Regions from separate parts of the Macaca fascicularis genome. Here region 1 is linked to region 2. A link is a contact called in public Hi-C data. All regions are on one chromosome and are shown on one strand. Each heading gives the region's core, a stretch centred on a gene start, on an enhancer-like site or on the middle of the called end of the contact. The rest is flanking DNA. Distances are from core to core; before and after follow the strand shown.

Region 1 (3,209 bases), core at 473-2,972, 240 kb after region 2:
GGGGGCGGCTGCCGAAAAGGTGAGGGACCTATAAGGAAGAAATACCAGTGGAGTAAAAACGGGAGGGTGGGGGAAGCAGGCCTCGGGCCTTGGCGCCGTTTACCGCTGAGCACGCAGCACCACAGCCTCGGTGCCCGCCTGCCAAGGGTTCGGCCCAGGCACCGAGACAGGCAGAGCGTTGGCCTCTAACTCCGGGCCACTCTCGGGCCCTGGCGCCTCACCGACCAGGCTGGGGATATCTGGGGCTGTGGAGCGTCGGCGCAAACCCAGGCGGCCGGAGCCGGGGCCGCCCTCCGGATGGGGGCTGAGGCCAATGGGGGCTTGCACTAAGGTTGGGGGCGCTCCCTCCAGCACCTCCTGTGAGCGCCACCGCCCAGTCCCCGAAGACTGGGGCGAGTTTGGTAGGGCCATCAGGGCCCCAGCCCGCAGGCGGGCCGCCTCCTCCTCGGTCACCGCACCCAGCGCCAGGCTCATGCTCCGACCCAGCTCGGGCCGTTCACTGCCCTGCGCCCGGTGCCGGCCCGAATTCTTGCCCGCTAAGCCAGCCTCGCCGCCGTGGCCGTGGCCGCCCGCCGCTCGCGCAAAGCGCGCCAGGAGAGGCCGCGGGAGGCGGCGGGGGCTGGGTCGTCGACGCTCGGGGCTGGGCGCGGGGGCGGGGTGGCCAGGGGGACTATCGGAGTTGGAGCCCCGGGCCGCGGCTGCGGCGGCGGCGCGGCCCCAGGGCCCGGTGAGGGCCTGCACACAGGTCCCGTGGCCGCGGGCGGCAGCCAGTTGCAGCGCGGTGAGCCCCGCACGGTTGGTGCGGTCGAGGCGCAGGCCTAGGCGGCGGAAGGACCGCACCAGGAACTCGAGCACTGCCCCGTGGCCGCAGGCCGCCGCCCACATCACCGGGCTGTTGCCCGCAGAGTCGGCCGCCTCGGGGTCACCACTGAACTGCACCAGCAGCTGCACGGCGTCCAGGTGGCCTCGCTCGCACGCCAGACTGAGTGCGGTGCGGCCGCGCTCGTCCCGCAGGTTCACGGCAGCACCCTGCTCAAGCAGCAGCCGCACGAAGCGCGCGCGCAGAGCCGGGTCCGGCAGCCCCACGGCCACCATGAGCGGCGTACGGCCCTGCTCCGCGCGGCAGTCGATGATGCTGCGGTCCAGCGCATCCAACACGAAGCGGGCCAAGTGCACTTTGCCCGCCTGCATGGCCTCCAGGAAGGTGCGCGTCCCCGCTCGGGGACACAGGTCCTTGGGTTTGAGCATGGCCCCGACCGCCGCGCCCGGGCAGCCTGGCAGCTCCGCACGGGGGCGCCCCTGTTCTCGCGCCCCACGGGGCACCGGCCTCCGCCCGCGCTGTGATACCTCTCCCTCCGCGCGTGGGCGGCTGCAGCCGACGGTCCGGATGTTCCTACTCCGGTGTCCCGGAGGCTCCGACTGCCCCGCCGCTGCTGGGCCGTACGCCTGGCGTCTCGCCGCTCCTTCCCCGGGCCTCCCGCCTGGAGGTGTTGATTGCTCGCTACTCCGGGCTCCGCTCCTGGCCCGCCACCAGATGTCGGCAGCCGAGTCTCGACCCTCTCCCGGCTCTCCCGCCGCTTTCCCCGTGTCCGGCGCCCCTCAGTCCTCGTGGTTTGGAGCCGTGCCACTCACCCGCACCCAGGGCAGCCCCCGCTCCCCCGCAGCGACGGTGGCGCCCGCCGTGCACGCCTGCCTCCAGCCCTGGCGGGGCGCGCCGCTCCTCAAGCTGCTGGCGCCGTTCCTCCGCCTCCTCCCCTCTCGCGGGGGCCGGGCCACGCCGGGGCGCTTGCTCCTTACTTGGGGGGCTCGGCGGCGTGGGAGCTGCCGCCCGCCTGGATACCTGACTTTATAGCCTTGGGGGTCTCCATGGCAATGGCTGCCCTGGGAGCCGACTGCCCCGTCAGGGCAGAGACGGACGGGGCGGGGGAGACCGCTCCGGACCCCCACCCCTTCGTGGCCCACGAAGTCGGGGAGCGGCTCCTCCTCCGCGCTCCGCTGGGAATGCGGCGGCGGTTGCGGGGCGGGGGCGGGGGCTGCTCGCCGGGGGCCACATGCACCCGACCAGGCCAATCCCAAAGTCTCAGTCTTCTCTCCCCGCCCTCCGCCCCCACCCGAGTCCGTGCCCTCGGCTCCTTAGAAACTGGCGGGAGCTCGGGCTCGTCGGGGAAGACTGAGAGCTGCCCCCAGCAGTCCAGGGTGAAAGGAAATGGGACCCCATGAGCGCAGAACTAGACCACGCGCGAGCTAGGGGTGGCAGCGAAAGGCGGATGAGGAGTAACTTGGGGGAGGGGGTATACGTCCCGCGGGTTGGGGGCGCTCATCCTGGCTGGAAACTGCTACTCGAAGTGCAGAGAATCACGCACTCACACACAGTTGTTCCTCCCGCACACGCTCCCTGGAACGAGGGGTGGGGGCCGAGTGCGCTCTCCAATTTCAGACGTCTCCAACCCCGACAACGCACCCGCGTGCCAACTCCCGGTGGCTGCCGAGCGGGCAGAATGTAGACGCCCAAACCAGGAAGGGGCTCCTTAGGATCCGGGAGTGCCCCGGGCATGTTAGGAGTTCCCTGGCGCCGCCACCCTGGAACAAGCTAGGGACCCATGCGAGGTTCCCTGCCCCTCGCTTCTCCCTTGAGCACAAAACAACCCCCAGGCCACAGGGTTCTGGCTCTGACCACTGGCTGGCACCTAAGGACAGGAGGCGAGCACAAGTTCCATTTGCTGTAAGATGCTTAGAGAAGCCACTGCATCTCCTTCTCCCTCCGGCCAGCAGGTCCCCCTCGGTCCTGGAGGAGGGGGATGATACACAAGCCTGGGCGGAGCGGAGTTAGGGCGCATCAGAGCCTGGGTGTGGGTGGTGGGGAGGGAGTGAGTAAGGTTGGAATGGGTATTTGTAAAGGAGTGAAGCAGGTATCAGCTGCAGAATTGACTGAGACTTTTCATGAGCCGCACATTTTGTTGCCGGCAGCGGTAAGAGAGAGGCAGAAGCTCGGTTCTGGATGCGAGACGTTCCCCCTCTTAAGAAGACAACACTGGGACTTAAAAAGTGGACGTTGTCTTCTGAGGGCTGAATACATCTGCTAAATACCTACCAACACAGTCCTTGGATGAAAAGATGGAGTTGCGGGGAAGAGAGGGCTCTGGGGCCTTCTAAAGATAGGACTTCAAGGATGTGCGGGATCTGGGGTATTTCCAAGGAAGGAATCCCAG
Region 2 (3,684 bases), core at 983-3,482:
GAGAGCAGTGAACCCAAGTATCAATCTTACCCAGTGTTCACTATCATGCTGACTCTTGCCCTGAGAAGGAAGACATAAGGAACACCCAAAACTCACCATCTGAAATTTATTCACTTCCTTGGAGCTCACCTGAAAGAGAAGGAAAAAAGAGGTCACACCTATTATCCATATAAGCATCCTCTTCTCCACCCCAGACAGTATCTCAAAAGCCTCTGAAAGACAACATCCTTATCTTTAAAATACTTCTTCCCAACTTCAGGGGTTCGTAATACATGAATGGTTACTTTTCTACTCTGCTTTCCTCTGCCTAGAGAACAAGAAAAGGAGCTCTACATCTTTTTCCACATGAGAATTGCACCAAGAGGTGAAAGGCAGTAGGCTCCTTCAAAAAAAAAAAAAAAAAAAAAAAAAGCTTTGTTTCTCACCTCTTGAAATCCCTTAGAAAGGTGGCACTGAGTGTTCTCCCTGGGTTCTGAGAAAAGTCAGAGGACTTCTCAGTATTAATTTTTTATACATTAATATAAGATATATTTAAACTACTCCCTTCCCATCTTATTTTTAAACCTGCCTTCCATTAATTCAAGCATATTTAAGCACAATGCAAGCTACCACAAAATACTACCTCTGAAGAAGACTCCTTAGGTTTTCGTTATTTCATGATATCTAACTTTATTTGTAAAAACCACATAAGCTTGTTTTACTGTAAAAGTCCTCTCAAGATAACTTGTCACGGGAGGCTTACCAACTAAGTCTAGTCTACATTTTCATGCAGTCAGTATCCTACACTAATGTGATTAGAGAGTAAGTCTGGTTCTGCCACAGCAGAATAAAGTAGTATTCACTCAACTCAAGAAGACTCTTCCTTTGCATTATTCAACCTCCACTGAAAGGAAAGACTAGGGCTCTTGACTAAAATGCATATTTTCTCAAGTGTGAAACCTAACATTTAGCTGCACATTCGCCATGTGAACCACAAAGATAAGGAAATAATAGCATCACCTGGTGCCAAGAAACTGCTTACTGAAGGCCCAACACAGTAAGGGGCTAAGGAATCAAATACTTACGCCAACGGCTCCTTACAGTACTACGAATAAGGACGAATACGCTACTTTCATTCATTTCCGCAAAAATTTTAGCAGAACTAACGACTGTTTGACCTCTACCTTCTTCATTTTATTTTATTCTTGAGTTTTCTACTACTGAAGTATAGGAAGGTCCTGGTCTCAGAAATAGCCACACAGGGCAAAAGGGAAAAGTAAATTAAAGCCTGGTTCAGAAACGCCCCATCCTCTCTTCAATTCGAGTGTTTACATTTCAAAAGATAGCCTTAGGAACTCAGCTCACCACAGTGCTGATCTTCTTTTTCCCATCGGTAGCTCTTAACAGACACTTGTTGTCTGCGGGCTCAAAGCCCTCCACAGTACCTTTCTTTGGAATGGGTTTGGTTCGACCGTCATCTGAAGGAAAAATGCATCCTGGTGAACACGGCCGCATACGTGGCTGAGCGGCAGACAAACAGTTAAAACAGAGGAGGGGGTAAGTGATGACCTAATCCAGCCCCGCTGCTCTAGTTCTGTTAAACACCTCGTCTGCTACCACGGTCTGGCGAAACCCTGGAGAAACTATTATTTCCACGACGGAAACATGGAATAGCGAAGCACGTTAACTCCCACTCAAAGTGGCGGCGTTTGGGATCCCTGACAAAGAGCCCTGGGCTGCTTGGGACCCATTGTTACCAGAAGCAACCTAGGCGGCTCAGCGCTGGGGACTGCGCCCGCTACAATCCCCATCATTTTCCAGGCCCGAAGCCCCGAATGTGCCCAGTACAGAGTGACGGACGGTAGAGGAAGGCGGCGGTCCGCGGCAGACAGACTCCGGTGGCTCCCAGACACCGGGCACCCGGGGAGCATCGCCCGGCTCCCCTCCCGCTGCTTACACTTCTTCAAGGTGATATAGACGCTGCCCGACGTCCGGCACTTCTGGAAAAGTCTGGTCAGCTCCGTCAGGAACTGAAAAACAACAGGCCCGGCCCCGTTAGCCAGCCCCAAATCCTCGCCCCGCCGCGTCAAGGCCCTGGTCCTCCCGCAGAAGGAGGCAGAGGTCTCGACCAAAGCCTGAGCCGCCCCCGTCTCTCTGCCGGCCAGGCCTAGCCATACCTGCTCGCTCTCCAACAACACCATCGCGGCGACGCTTCGCTCCACTCCCTCCGCTGAAGCCCCTAGCAGTGAGAGCCGGAAGTTCGGCCTAGGCTGGGCGGGACTTCCGCTACTACGCTTCCATTGTCTTCCACCAATCTCTTCTCTTCCACCAATCCTGGCCGGCGCCCTGGGACGTCCGGGGGCCAGTGACCTGGAGGCGTTGGGGCTGTCCTGGGCCGTCGCTTGAGAGAGAACTTCTCACCCCAGCCAGGGTGAGGGAGTGAGAGCAAAAGAAAGTTTTGATAGCAGCGTATAGTTTATGTTCAGCTGTATGCTGGGCAGGTTACCTAACAATTCAGTGACTCAGTTTCCTTATCCATAAAGTGAGGGTAATGATAGTATCTACTTCGCAGTGTGGTCGTGAAGCGTAAATGAAACTCAGATTAAATACGTAGAACAGTGCCTGGCACATAGAGCGTGTTCCGTAGGTATCAGCTGTTGTTCTTTTAATTATTGTCATCATTATAAGTTCCTGTAGATCCTTTAAATTCTCCCTAAACGCTGCCCTTTAGCTGTAGCCAGAGGGGCTGGGCCGGGCGCGGTGGCTCACGCCTGTAATCCCAGCACTTTGGGAGGCCGAGGCGGGCGGATCACGAGGTCAGGAGATTGAGACCATCCTGGCTAACACGGTGAAACCCCGTCTCTACTAAAAATACAAAAGAGCCGGGGGTGGTGGCGGGCGCCTGTAATCCCAGCTACTCCGGAGGCTGAATGGCGTGAACCCGGGAGGCGGAGCTTGCAAGCCGAGATCGCGCCGCTGCACTCCAGCCTGGGCTACAGAGCGAGCCTCCGTCTCAAAAAAAAAAAAAAAAAGAGGGGCTGGAGCCCAGTTTTTAGTTCTACCTCTGATTAGTCAGGAGAACTGGGTTGTAAGCCCTCTCTGCCAGTAGCCAGCTTGAACCCTGGGCCCTCTATAAAGTCAAGCATTCTACCACACAAGAGGTTTTCGCTGAGTGCCTCTCAGTCTGTGCCAGGCACTGTTGTAGAGGTTGGGGATGCTGCAGGATAAGACAAGCTAAGTTTCTGGTTTCCTGGAACTTGGGTTAAAAGGGGCAGGGAGGAAATAAACAATGAAGCAAACAAGTAAGTAGTACAGCTTCAGATAATGAGCTCTGTGAAGACAGCTAAGCAGGGCTGTATAATGAGTGGGAAGGGGACTGCTTTGGGCTGGGGTCAGAGGAGTTCTCGTCGAAGAGGAGAGCTTTGAATTGAAAGCTGAAAGGACCAGCCATCCAAAGATCTAGGGACACAGTGTTTCAGACACAGAGAATGGCTAGAGCAAAACCCCCAAAGGGGAAACAAGTTGCCCTGTGTCTAAGACTGACAGGTGCGGGTGGGGGTGAGGAGGGCTTGTGGAGCAAGGAGTGAAGGAGTATGGAGAGGTAGCTGGGAACCAGATTATGTAGGGCCTGTGACCATGGTAAATTTGGATTTTGTTCTAGATACAAAGAGAAGACTCTTGTTAAGGAAGTTTTCAAGAGAACAC

Evidence for each region. A called contact is a pair of places that touch in the nucleus more often than the background predicts.
Region 1: a contact with region 2 is called in a Hi-C map of liver, with 2.7 times the contacts expected there. The contact joins the promoter of ANKRD63 here to the promoter of SRP14 in region 2. A contact is called at or near these places in 2 of 2 Hi-C or Micro-C datasets (liver and skeletal muscle).

What each region holds. Positions count from the first base shown.
Region 1 is chr7:16,777,629-16,780,837 of T2T-MFA8v1.1, forward strand. It overlaps ANKRD63 (ankyrin repeat domain 63), which reads right to left and starts at 1,723. Exons shown (of 1, transcript XM_045395286.3): 1 at 1-1,723. The coding sequence starts at 1,248. The coding sequence ends at 100.
Region 2 is chr7:16,540,832-16,544,515 of T2T-MFA8v1.1, forward strand. It overlaps SRP14 (signal recognition particle 14), which reads right to left and starts at 2,233. Exons shown (of 5, transcript XM_045395283.1): 1 at 2,157-2,233; 2 at 1,937-2,009; 3 at 1,345-1,457; 4 at 97-129. The coding sequence starts at 2,180.